2 separate regions of the Hordeum vulgare genome follow, and region 1 is linked to region 2. Evidence: chromatin contacts called from public Hi-C data. All regions are on one chromosome and are shown on one strand. The core of a region is the stretch at or near the end of the contact, and the rest is flanking DNA. Distances in the headings are between cores, read along the strand shown.

Region 1 (3,977 bases), core at 620-3,119, 210 kb after region 2:
CAGAAAAAAATGTCCAAAAAGTTTCATGACATTTGGACTCCGTTTGATATTGATTTTCTGCAAAGTAAAAAAAACAAGCAAAAAGCTACAACTGGCAGTGGGAACTATGTCAATAGGTTAGTCCCAAAAAATGATATAAAGTTGCTATAAAATGATTGTAAAACATCCAAGAATTATAATATAACAACATGGAACAATCAAAAATTATAGATACGTTGGAGACGTATCACCTACCCTCGTGGACATCACACAATAAACTGAGCATCAAATCAAGCTTGGTATTAACAATACCTTAGTGATCAACACATGACCACAAGGATATTTATCTTTACCCAGGATTACCACATGACACCAAAATGTTAACCAACGTCGGTATCCATGATACCACTTTGATTCTCTCATGATCACATAAAGATCAACCAACCTCTTTGTTCATCGAACTAGGGTTGTTTATTAAGCAGGTTACTATTACTGTTGTCCAATAGTGTGACCTACTGCGAACTCGGCCCATATCAACAGGCACAACTAACAATAGATTATACACACTTTGCAGAGGTTAGTACACTATAACCACACTACGAAACCTAAGGCCTCGTGTTCCCATTCGGGTGGACCAACGGCGTTCCAACAAAAACGATCTATTGCATGACACTCTCCCAACCACTCCGACAAGCTCACCTTTGGGCTAAGTCATGGGTGGCCCCGATGCCACTCTCGACATCCAACGGCCACCATCGTGGCAAAACTAAAACGGTCCCAAACGGGGACAAAATCACGCAAACAACTCGGGGGCACAAGGTTATTGCCGCCTACCACGGCAGGATAGCGCATGCACATAACCTTCCCTAGTTGGAGGCACCGACGATAGGCATAACGATAGACCGCATTAAGGCCTTCCCGTACAGGCAAGTGTGACTACACTGGTCACCTCGACTCGATGGCACTATGACTCAGCCAACAGGTGTTCAAGTTTGATTAAAATCTGATTTAACTTGCATGGTGATGAGATGAGTCATAATAGAATAGCATGATAAAGTAATAATGCATATGAACATGATATCAACATGAGCATGGATGGAAGACATAACCATATGAATCATAACACCAATAGCAATAAATCATTTGCTCTACTAGATGCAGCTGAGTATGGCATAAGGATGATCATGAATATTGCAAGCACACATGGCATGACCACTAGCATCAAAATATACTTACTAGAATAAGACATGATAACAACATTAACAAGAAATGATGTAACTAACTAGATGCAAATGATCATGGCATAAGAACTGGTAGGGATTCACAAACATGTATATAGCCTTCAGAAACTATTAACATGCCGGAGGTATTTAAATATTGAAATATGAAACCATGGATACTACAAGGCCATCACGCAAGTGGATGTTATGGCTTGCGTGGGGATGAAGGATCCACTGGGTAGAAGTGCGAGGAACTCGCGAGGTGATTTGCTCGAAGCACTTCTCTCTTAGAGGGGGCTGATTCGGAGCAAGGGAAAAATGAAGATTTTCAATATGTGACAACGTAATGAAAATGGTACCAGTAGAATGGGCTCGACGAGACGAGGATGTGGGCATTGGAATCACCTAAATCGGAGTTACAGTCGAGAAGATATGGAAAGGTGAAGGGTAGGGACTAATCTATAAAACAAAAGTTTCACAAACTAGCTCGTGGCTGCTTAAAGAGAAAGCGTCTTGTGAGAAAATACGCTTTCTCACAGAGAAAATGTACTTCAGTTAGAAACCGAAGGTAAATACGCTTTCCGCTGAAGAAATCATAAAGCAGAAAATGCGCTTTGACTTATCCATGTCAGCGGGTCCAGGGTCAAGGCTTCTTGAGACTAATTGGCGGGGTCCGTAGGGATGGTGGCCCCGCTTGTCAGGTCTGCTTCTTCCTTGTCCTGCTCGCTCAACGGGGCAGAACAGTGGCTCAACGCCGACGGCCGTCCCGACACCACCGGTCACCTCCGACGAGGAGCCGCACCAGCCTGGATGGTCCGTTCCCGCCTGGGAGCAGCAGAGGGCAATGTGCTTTGACTCCAGCGGAGGACAGTGGCGACCGCTGAGGGGCTGGAGGCTATGGTGTTGGAGAGGCCAGTCTAAGGCCATGGGGAAGATCAGGGTGGCTAGCGAATGTCGCTAGCAAGGTCAACAAGGAGAGGGGAGCCCGATATCTTGCGAATTTAGGAGGGGGAAGCCGACGGCCATGGCGGCAATGGAGGGTGAATTGAGCTTTGGGAGCACGATGGAGAGGTCAGGGAGGGCCATGCGAGAGAGAGGGGGGTGCTGGTGAGGTCGGGGGACCTCGTGAGTGGCTTTAAATAGCCATGGATACCATGGGCGAAGGCCACCGCGAGGGCTCGTCCAAAGCTATGGCGCGGCACAGCGCCCTCATGAGCCTTGAAGACGACGGTAGAGAGCAGTACAGAAGCAGAGAATGGCCCCAAGGGGAAGGAGGAAGGGGACGGAGTGCAGACAGAGCCGGTCGGCGCACTGTTCGTCCGTGGGCTCGCGGTGGCTAGCACCGACAAGAGGTTTCTGGAGGACGGGCGGGGTCCATAGATCGACGGGAGAGAAGGGGTGCTCGGCTCGGCACTTGGGGATGCGCGGACACCGTTGGGAAGACACGTCCGACGTGCAGAGCGTGCCCAATGCTGCCAGAGCGTGCGCACAGGCGTGTAAACACGCGGCCACCTTGTTGTCTAGCAATGAGATGACCTGAGAGGCTGGAAAATGATGTCTTGGGTGTTGTTCTTACATACTGGGACTGCTATGAAGTGATATATCAACAGAAGAGTCTGTGAATTGATGGGATTTCTCATCTGAAGTTTGCTGCTGCAAACTTTGGCAAGATGTTGAGGGTCACAGGGATGGCCTCATGATAAATCAAAATATCTCACAGGCTTAGAGTAGGAAGGACAACATTCTTGAGAAATTTGAAGAGATTTGGACCAAGGTTTAATGTAGTTGCTTTGCAACTGTCAAATCTGGTCCACAGAAGGAAATTAGACGAGTCACTCACATAGATTGTTTGGTAGGGCTGAAACTGGGGGGATCATGATGATTTAGTCATGAGAAAGTACTACAAAAATTTCATAGCAACTAGATACACCAAAATGGTACTTGCTTCAAAATTATCTTCTCTCGACGGAAGCTAAGAATAATTCTAGGGAAATATTGGCTAGATAAAATGATCTCAAATTTGGAGGAGGCAAGATATACGGGAAGGAGAAGGTCCTGGTAAATTTCCAGCAAAAATGAAGCAACATAAAATATAGTTGCTTCACAAACTGAAAATCTAACCAGAAACTAAGATTTGATGATGGGTTCACATGGATGATGGAGCAATATTACAATTTGGAGGAGAGCTATTATTTGGGCATATTGAGGTCATGTCAAAATTTCAACTCATTTGGACCATCCTAGCTAGTACCTCCTTCACAAAGTTCCTCTCTAGACAGAAACTTTTGGAAATTAGTCGAGGAATAATTACTAAGAAAATGAAGTTGAATTTTGGCATGAGGCAATGATAAGGATAGGAAAGACTTCCCAAAAAGTTTGGGAGCAATCCAGCAAACATAAATAACACTTCCTTCACAAAGTGCTATTCTGGACAGAATAGGAAAATAATTCTCCTAAATTATTTTTGAAGTGGACAAGGAAATATTTTAGCATATTTAAGGAATATATGACCCAAAAAATTTATGATAATTATTTTGGAATTTTAGGAGAGACAGAAATAGAGGTTGCATGGCAACCTAGAGTAAAAAGAATAATTCCTTCAATAGAAAAAGGAATATTTCCACCAAAGAATTTGGCTAGGGCTAATATGGAAATGACATGGTCTTGGGATGGATTTGAGAATGACAATCCACTTTGCAGACTAGGAAGAGATGATCTTCCAAGTTTCCAGGCCACGCAGCAATGGAAAAAAGTAATCTCAAGAAAAATCCAAAGACA
Region 2 (3,873 bases), core at 1,009-3,508:
AAGCGTGAGCGAGAGGTCGGGTCGTCGTGTTGGACGACGGTCGCGTCTAAGGATGCACCACCGGGACTCGTGTCTTGTCCGTTGGAGCCGGCCGATGGCCATGACGGGGCTGCGCGTCGGAGGATAGCGACAGGGTCGAGGGTCGTCGTGCGCTCCGGGATGGAGGCCGTCGTTTCGTTGAGGCCGGTGTTGCCTCTCGTTGTCGGGGTGTCTCGCATGGATCGAGACCTCGCCACGCCGGACGTCATATTTGCAAGTAGAAGAAACGCTTTCGCAATGTGGATGAAGTGCAGTAACAACAACGCTTGTTCATGTGCTTCAATGGAAGAAAAGAAAATTGGAGAACGGTCTCGTACTTCTTCTCTTTGTAGTTCATGATTGATCGATTCTTCGTGAGATTCACGTGAGTGCATAGAGATAAACAATCCATTATTAGATTATTAATTGATTGCAAGAAGATAAGATCAAATAGTCAATCAATCTCCTCCTTAGTATTTTATTTCTTTCGCATGAGGAACATCTCGTCTTCGCCATGAATTGCTTGATGGCTGAAACTCCAGCAACCAACTTCTCCGGCCATCTTCGGGGGAAATTGTAGAATCGGCGGAGTGGCTTCCGCTCTTGGTAGAGGCTAACGTTGGTGATAACGTGTTAGAGTAAAATGAGATTGAATGAAAGTGAATGGATGATCAGTCCTGATTTTTATTGATTCTCAAGTATATATACATCTGGAAGAGGTGGGAATAACAGGTGTCTGTTCGGAGGCATTCCTCCAGAACAGGTGCCTGTTGGCAATAGAGAGAGGGAAGAGACATGCATGTTTGGAGTTGGATACACCCTTTGCTAATTAATTTCTAACACGTGTGACACACGACGCACGGACGGGCATGGGAAGGGGGGAGGGAGGGTCGCCGCCCTATGAAGATGACCCCGGACACGCCCCTGTGATCCACCCGTCATGGACCACCCAACTGAGTTGCCCGAGTCCGAGCCGTGTGGGTAAATCAAACGCCTTAGAGAGCCCAAGAAGCCCCCCCCCTACACACACGCCTCCCAACACGCCAACTGGAATCAGACGACGTGGAGGCTCTCACAACCTGCAAGGCGCCTAGGAAGGCGGGTACTCGAGCATTCTTTATACAAGAGTAATGATTATGGAAGATGTTTCGCATCTACACGCCGGCGGAAGCGTTCCGCTGGTCGCTATCGCTCGCTCTGTCAGATCCCCCGCTCGCATCCAGTTTTCCCCCTTTCCTCTCTCCTTATTCCTCTCGTCTCCGTTGGATCCATTTTGTTTCCGTCAGATCCAGGTGGACGGAAAAGCTACATCCGGCTACACGAGAGCTGCAACCGATAGAGAGACGAGCTGCAAACAGAAAGGCGGCGGGGCGGGTGATCCCATGGCCGGCAAGTGAGTTTACTGCAGGAGGACCTACACGGATGGTGTCGCGAATGCTACAACCACGTACCACAAAAGCTAGAAGCGTCCAAAAAAAGCTACAACCGTTGATCAGAAAAGCTACAACCACGCCCGCGAGAGTTGTAACCAAAGTTCACCGAAGTTGTAGCCTGAGTTGCAACCATGATGGAAAAATGTTGCAACCATTATACAAATTTTCTACATCCGACATTCTGTTTTGTTGCAACCGTATTGTTTTTTTGCTACAATCGTTGGCATGGCCGAGTTGCAACCATGATGAAAAAATGCTACAACCATTATACAAATTTGCTACATCCGTCGTTCTGTTTTGTTACAACCGTATTGTTTTTTTGCTACCACCGACAAAAAAAATTTGCTTCACGGGAGGCGAGATGTTGGTGGTGGGTTGCTGCGAACCACAACGTCGACGACGAGCGTGGTGAGTAGACTGACGATGGGACGACGACGATGAGCACGCGGGAGCCCGCGGGGCTACCCGCAGACGGCGACGCGTGCGAGATGTAGGGGGAGGCGAAGGATCAGGATGTTGGTTGAGCTGCGTGAGGAGGACGAATGAGCAGGGGGAGATCCAACGATGCAGAAGCCTCCAATCGTACTGCTGCGCTGCGACCTGTGCGAGTTTTCAGGCCGGCCCGCGCCCAGTACTGCCGCGCGCCAGTACTGCCCAATGTTTATAGCCTTATCATTATCATTAGTGCGGGGAAACTTGGACGGTAGGATTTCATACGTTCCAACATGAACCGTCAGATTTTGCTGGGCACTTGGGATCCCCGGATGTGTATCCAAAACCCAATCCAATCCAATCCAAAGCCATCCTCCCTCCTTTCTTATCCCAAACACAACACTCGTGTAGCTCTCCCCTGGTCGAAGCAGAGGCATTTCGACGAAAATGTCGCTCGTCACAGCCTTTCTCGCGGGCTCAGCGGCGCCGGCGGTCGCGCCACGGTCCGCCCGCCCGTCGGTGGGCTTCTTTGGGGTCGACGGAGGGTGCGCGCTGTCGGTGGAGTGCTCGTCGCGGCCGCAGAAGAAAGGGACCAAGCACCATATGAAGACGCGGCCCAAGAAGACGCAGCGGTGGGACATCAAGCGCCGCCCCATTCAATACGAGCCGCTGCCGGCGCTTCCCGATGACTGGACGCTTGTAGCTGCCGGCGAGAAGGAAGATGAGTCGCCGCAGGATGCGGAGACCACGCCCGCCGCCGCCGTCGAGGTCGAGGTGGTCGCCGCCCCTGCCGCCGCAGACTGACGCCGTGAAGTCCACTGCGTCCTCTCTGTATTTTATTTCCTTGAACTCTCCGCACGCATGGTTTTTGCTTGAGACTATTCACTGCTGTTACACTTCGCAATTACAATCCTGAATTCTACTGGAGTGAAAGGTTCAAGTGCTTGCTTTGCTCGATGATTTATGGTTTCACGTTGTGTGTATTTCGATTTTACCTAGTGTTTCTCGGTTCGACCATGGGTTGGTGATAGGCTCAAGCTGTCAAAGCATTACAAAGGGGCAACAGGAATGTGGCTACGACAAAATGCTGGTGGGTAAATTCTTTTGAGTGCTGCCTAGTATATACCATCTCCCAGATTGATTTTTGGTGGTATGTCTGAGCTGGAGACATTGGTTATAAGAAGTACATTTGTGACCACACTCTCTCAAAGCTAAAATACCTTCGCACATGTCTCGTGCCTAGTGATAATGTGCTTCCCAGCAGTTATGACATGAGGAATTGATCAGCCCTTGAAGGGATTTTGCTTGGCAACTTACAAGAGCTATGCGCAGAAAAAGTATGTTCATGACTTGGATGAGCATGGTGTGAAAGCGCCCACAGGGATTGGGAGAATGAAGGCCCTGCATACACCTAGTGTTGTCAACACTGCATGAGGTAAGTCCATTCTGAAGGATCTGAGTGAGCTTACTCAGTTGCATAAGCTTGGGACGGAGTGACCGGCATCAACAAGAAAAGCTGCAAGGAGCTCTGCTCTGTTACCATCGACCATGCCTGTTTGATGTCCGTATCGATGTACTCTTGAGGGTGAGCCTGGGTTAGAACTTAGAAGGATGTCTAGATAAATTGTCCCCACCTTCAGATGGCCTTCATAGCCTTAAGTTGTATGGCTATCTAGTCAAATTGCCATTGACCACATGGATCGAATAGCTACAGTGCTAGCCATGGTAACTCTATGGAATACCCAAATGAGTCATGTTGACATAGTACTAGTAGTAATGGGAAAGCTGACAAATCTTGTCATTTCTACGTCTTCATAACAAGTCGTTTGAAAAGGGAGAACTCCACTTCCATTTTCAACCCGAGACCTTCGCAAGGCAAACAATTTCTTGAGCTTGCAAACCTATTTGGCCTTAAACCGAACAAGTTTGAAGAAAAAACAACTCCTAAGCTTGAGCTGCTACAGGTACACGATTGTTCTGTAAGCGACAC

The links. A called contact is a pair of places that touch in the nucleus more often than the background predicts.
Region 1: a Hi-C map of leaf shows a contact between it and region 2, with 4 times the contacts expected there. The contact joins the enhancer-like site here to the promoter of LOC123407793 in region 2. A contact is called at or near these places in 2 of 6 Hi-C or Micro-C datasets (leaf and seedling).

Annotation. Positions count from the first base shown.
Region 1 is chr7H:218,393,447-218,397,423 of MorexV3_pseudomolecules_assembly, forward strand. No RefSeq gene overlaps it. Among protein-coding and RNA genes, the nearest start is that of LOC123412665, 180 kb to the right of the region's middle. Within about 2 kb of position 1,870, at least 2 of the 3 cell types and tissues checked have open chromatin away from gene starts, as enhancers often do. A contact at or near this core is called in leaf, where this site is marked.
Region 2 is chr7H:218,183,022-218,186,894 of MorexV3_pseudomolecules_assembly, forward strand. It overlaps LOC123407793 (50S ribosomal protein 6, chloroplastic), which reads left to right and starts at 2,259. Exons shown (of 1, transcript XM_045101012.1): 1 at 2,259-2,840. The coding sequence starts at 2,331. The coding sequence ends at 2,687.